Linked DNA regions of Bos taurus: region 1 is linked to region 2. A link is a contact called in public Hi-C data. All regions are on one chromosome and are shown on one strand. The core of a region is the stretch at or near the end of the contact, and the rest is flanking DNA. Distances in the headings are between cores, read along the strand shown.

The links. A called contact is a pair of places that touch in the nucleus more often than the background predicts.
Region 1: a Hi-C map of liver shows a contact between it and region 2, with 2.6 times the contacts expected there. The contact joins two enhancer-like sites. A contact is called at or near these places in 2 of 11 Hi-C or Micro-C datasets (liver and skeletal muscle).

The regions. Positions count from the first base shown.
Region 1 is chr5:111,603,470-111,606,169 of ARS-UCD2.0, reverse strand. It overlaps TNRC6B (trinucleotide repeat containing adaptor 6B), which reads right to left. Exons shown (of 23, transcript NM_001192655.2): 4 at 2,563-2,700; 5 at 1-229. Among named protein-coding and RNA genes, the nearest start is that of ADSL, 71 kb to the left of the region's middle. Within about 2 kb of position 1,424, at least 42 of the 102 cell types and tissues checked have an H3K27ac peak or open chromatin away from gene starts, as enhancers often do. A contact at or near this core is called in liver, where this site is marked.
Region 2 is chr5:111,540,988-111,543,687 of ARS-UCD2.0, reverse strand. All of the region lies in intron 1 of TNRC6B (trinucleotide repeat containing adaptor 6B), which reads right to left. Among named protein-coding and RNA genes, the nearest start is that of TNRC6B, 14 kb to the right of the region's middle. Within about 2 kb of position 1,442, at least 24 of the 102 cell types and tissues checked have an H3K27ac peak or open chromatin away from gene starts, as enhancers often do. A contact at or near this core is called in liver, where this site is marked.

The sequences.
Region 1 (2,700 bases), core at 175-2,674, 62 kb before region 2:
CTCTTCTCAGAGCCAGGGTTTGAGGCACTGTTGTTATCGGTGGTGTTTTCGGAAGAAGACTCAGTGTCTTTGCTGGCAATGCAAGGCCACTCTTCCATGTCAGACCCGTCTACAATCACCTTGTCCCAGATGTGAATGGGGTTGGGGGAGGCGCCGCTGTTGGAGGAGGCTCCCGGGCCCCAAGTGGAATTTGCATAATTTGAAGCAGCAGCACCTCCAAGGGTTGACTCTGAGAAAGAGATGGTGTCATTAATCACAGTGGCTCGTGCATCATCTCAACACCTCGAGCTCAAACTGCCCCAAAAGTGAGCTCGTCACTTCCCCACAAACTAGTTCTCTGCCCACTGCCTGCCTTGCTTAACCGTGTCATGCCTGTCTGAGAAGTCGCTTCTGTCTTGCCTGGCTGGTGTATTTGCTAACTCCAACCCCCAGGGCCTCTCAAAGCTACCCTCGTGCTACTTCCAGGGACAGAGAAGGAGCTTCCCGTATCTTGAGACAATGCAGTAAATAGCCTATCCTTGCTTTACAGCTACAACCCACTCTAAACACCCCTAGTATTAATAAAGCACACCTTTGATTATATCACTGCTCTATGGAGAACACTGGAGAGTTTCGTAGTGCGTAAGAATAAAGCTAAACTCTTGGGCCTGAGGTCTGACCTAGATGCTCCACAACCTGGGACCCACTGACTTTTCCATTTTCCTCTTTCCCTGCTTTCTCTGATGATGCCCACACTCTACAAACTGCACCTTCTCACCCCGGCTCCATTCCCCATGGGCCTCTATTGTTTTTCCTTGGGAATTCACACACTGAAATCTATCCATCTTTCTGGGCCCAGTTCAAGTGCCACCTCTATGAAGTTTTTTTGAGCTCGCCACCTGAAAACAGCCTCTCTCTGTCTGGAGCTGTTTTGCTCCGTGTATTGCATTTACCTCTTCCTTCCCTCACATGAATGCCCTCCAGGCAGAGACCTATCTTGCTAACGTTTGAATTCCATGTGGCAGCCAGGGCACTGCTGCTCAGTAAGCAGCTGCTGAATGATGAATGCCCACCCAGCTAGATGCCGGGGCAGACAAGCATGAATCAGTCTGTATGCCCAAGGAACTTGATAAAAAGAGTCTGGCTCAGAGCATATTTGATTGGTGCGGGAGGGAGGGGGAATGACCTGTTTTTAAGACCAATAATTTCCTCTAAACTTATTTCAGTTCTTTTTAACCAAACAGCTTTAAATCAATATGAAGTTCAAAAAAAAAAAAAGCACCATATAAAGGAAGGAAGCGGGGAATCTCAAACTCCTGAGATCAGGGGCCTCCTCGGTTTTAAGAATGTAAACAGAAGAGTGACTCATGCTGGACCCACGTCTACGTCCAGGCCTGGCGAGACTCAGCTGCTGAAGTGCCCGACACAAACACCCCCTCGCACTTCCCTTTGCAGCTGGTGACGAGGGGCCAGGAAGGAAGGGCCAGGAGGCCTTTCTCTGTCTGGGCTGGGCCTGTCCTGACGGCTACCAAAGGAAGCCTCATGAACAGGGCTTGTCTCTATATGAAGGCCTATGTCACTGCCAGCTTTCTCTCCATCTTTACTTTGCACATAAGCTGGTAAAAGAAAATTCTCTAGGCAATTGTATGTCCAAATTAGAACTAGAATAAAGCATCCTACCATTAACAACCACCAATTCATTGTCCTTGCCAATGCTTGATGGTCTTCAAGCTCTGAATTTTAATGTAGTCTCAAAAAAACATTTGTAAGAATAAGTGGAAATCTTTTGACAATTTTTTAAAAAATGGGGGATGATATTTGGAAGTTCTTAGCTGTTGGCTGTTAAGTATTCATCTATTAAAAAACTCTCAAAACTTCCAGCAGAGCCCTTCAGGTAAAGATTCCTTATACCTACATACAGTTTTTAACAGAGCTCAAAATCCAGGGCTCTCTATAAAGAAACATTGATCTTAGAAATCTGGTAAAAGGATGGCATTATGTGGAATTCCCCCTAAGTTCTCCATTATAATCTAAGAGACCATTCTCTCTCTGTTCCCAGAGCTCCAGGAACATAAACATGCACGTCTTGAGATTCAGAACCAGCCTCTGCACTAGTCTCATTTCTAGTCGCCCCAGTTCACACCTGAAGAGGCACCTGGAGCTATGGGGGCTTGAATTGTAATGCTCTCGTCTAAGAAGGGAAAAAAGGAGCCAAAGAATGTGGACAAAGAGCAGCAGGCCAAGAGCACACTCACCAGACCCTGAAATCCAGTTTCAGGAGAGAAATGCTGGTACACATCTCACACTGGGCTCCTCCTCCATCTTCTGAATAACCCCAAGAGTCTACAGGAATAGTCACCCACTCCAGTGTTCTTGCCTAGGGAATCCCATGGACAGAGGATCCTGACAGGTTACAGCCCATGGGGTCGCAAAGAGTCGGACATGACCCAGTGTCTAACACTAACTAAGTCTGCATAATCAACGCTTCTTGTGGGCAGTAGACAGGCAACACAGAGTGGCGCGCTGGCCCCCTGCAGCCGTCCCGGGCCCCCTCGCCCCGTCCGCCTGCCGAGGCGCACTCACCTGGCGCGGTCCCACCCTCGCTCTGCAGCAGCGCTCCTGTCACTTGTGCGTTGTTGGGGTTTGCTCCGGGCGCCGTGGAGGGAGGAGGCCCTGCCCCGCCCCCGAGGAGCATGCAGGACGGTGGAGGGGGCTGCCCAC
Region 2 (2,700 bases), core at 193-2,692:
CACCTTTTTCCTGTTTTCATCCCACTCCTCTGATCATCTGCTAAGAGAGTGCTGTCACAACCATGACCTAGAAGACCATCTCCAGATGTAAATGGATGGCTCCCAACTTCTCTCGAGCTCCAGATGGTTCTTTTCACTTGTCAGTTCAGTTCAGTTGTCGCTCGCTCGTGTCCGACTCTTTGCGACCTCATGGACCGCAGCATGCCAGGCAAGTTATACTAAATGTCCAGCAAAGATCTCAAACATGTCCAAAGCACACACAAGCCTGTCAGCCCCACCGTCACCCTTTTACAAATTCAACACCTCTGCCCCACCCAATGAATGCCCATTCCCACTCCTGGCATCACCCATTCCACTCTGCCTGGGGCCTGTGCACAATTCCTCCCTCTTTCTCACATCCAGTGGACTTCACCATTTAGAAATACCAAATTGTTTCTAAAATCTAGTTCTTGCCATCTGTACCGTCACTCACTTAATTTACATTTTCCAATCTCTCCTCTTGCTTTGACTGCCCCCAATGCTTCCTCCTGTATCAGATCCCAACACAGAGATCAACAGAAGCAAGTTGAGATTTTTTTTTTACATTGAGAACAGTTGTTTGTTTGTTTATTTTTGGCTGCGCTGGGTCTTTGCTAATGTGTGAGAAATTTCTCTAGTTGCAGTGTGCGGGCTTCTCATCGCGGTGGCTCTAACTAAGAGCGCTTCTTTTCTTGCGGAGCACGAGCTCTAGGGCACCGGCTAAGCAGCTGTGGCCCACGGGCTTAGCTGCTCCTAGGCGTGTGGAAATTTCCTGGACCAGCGATCAAACCTGTGTCCCCTGAATTGACAGGTGGATTCTTAACCACTGGGCCACCAGGGAAGCCCTGGCAAGTTGAGGTTTTAAAACTGCTTTCTATGGGATAAAATTCAGATTCCTTAGAACACAAAATCCAACCAACCCTTCTTCCCCTCTCCTCCAGGCAGCCTACTCGAACATCTCACCATTTCTCATACTCCCCCCACCCCCAAGTCCTCGCCTCTCTTCAAGCCACTTCCTCTGCCTAGCAATAGAATGTATGAGAACAGTAGCTAACACTGACTCCAGGTACTGCTATTACCTCCCATTTCACAAGTGAAAAAGCTGAGGCACACAGATATTACTTGCCCAACAGTGGGTTGACCTAACCATACATCAGTCCTGACTTCAGAACCTCAGTTCTTAGCCTTCCTCAAGCAACTCCTAACTTCCCTTAAAGACTCAGTTCAAGGACTTCACTGGTAGTCCAGAGGCTAAGACTCGGCACTCCCAATGCAGGGGACCCGGATCTGATTCCTGGTCAGGGAACTAAAGCTCACATGCTGTAACTAAGAGTACAAGTTCCGCAACAAAGATCGAAGAGTCTGCATGCTGCAACTAAGACCCAGCACAGCTAAATAAATATTAAAAAAAAATAAACACCAATGATGACTCAGGTCAAATGCTTCCTCTTTGGTGGAATCTTCCCTAAGCGCCCTAGGCTCTGCCTCCAACCTCCAGGATCTCTTGGCATCATGCCTGTTTTTATTACAGGCAGGCTCATATTACTGGTTGTGTTCCAAAAAGAAAAACCAGGTCTTTATCTTTATACTATTCCCATCAACCTACAGTGCCTGATGAACAAATACTTAGGTAGTAATTTTTTTCAAGTACACAGGACGCAGAGTATACCCTGCTCACCCGTCTACCAGCACAATACTGCTTCTAAACACCCTACCTACACTGCTAACCCCAAACTCTCCCCTCTTCCTCTGTTGGCCAGAGGACTCTGATGAGGAGAAGTCAAAGCCCTCATGGGGACGGCCACTCCCACAGCCAGCTGATAGCATTATCACAGCAGGGCAGACCAGTGAGCCGCTGGCCATGCGCCCCTTGATTACAGGAGTAAAGTGCATTGGAAAAGCACTTTCTCTCGCTGAAGATGGACAGAGGGGACATTTGATGTGTGGCTGCCAGATTTAATGTCTCTGTCGTTTAAGATGTGAGAGTGGGAGGGTGGACATAAAAATAATATGTAGTATGACAGAAAATCAGCTATGGACATTATTTACAAGTCAACAAGAGCCAACAGACTGGCAGAAATGTACATAATATTATTTAGTTTCGTGATCTAATGGCCTCTTTCACAAAATCACCAAGACTATACAGCTGACCCTTGAACAACCAGTGTTTGTACTGTGCGTGTGCACTAACACGTGGATTTTTTTTCAAGAGTAAACACTTGACAGTTGAATCCGTAGATGCAGGACTGCGGATACGAAGGGCTGACTGTAAATTCACATGCGGGTTTTCAACCAGAGGGGACTGTCGTCCCTAACCCCAGCATTGTTCAAGGGTCAGCTGTATACCTCATTAAATTAGATCAACTTTGGAACAGGCTCTGAATAGAACAGAATGTTCTAAATTCTACAACTAGAATAGAATCTTCTAGATTCTACAACTGCTTAGCACCTAATGGACTTGGCTTTTTTTTCTTCTTATGTTAAAGTAGAATGGTCATCTGGTTACAGTATATTCAGAGGGAGTAATTTTTTTTTTAAGTGTGAGTTCCTGTGACACAGTAACCATCATCAGTCAATAAATAAGAATGAAGGAAGGCAGTCTCAGAACTTGTATTTCTATGAGTGAGGCTAATAAAACCAGCGAGCACATAGTTAATTGTAATACATGCTAAGAGATGGTCT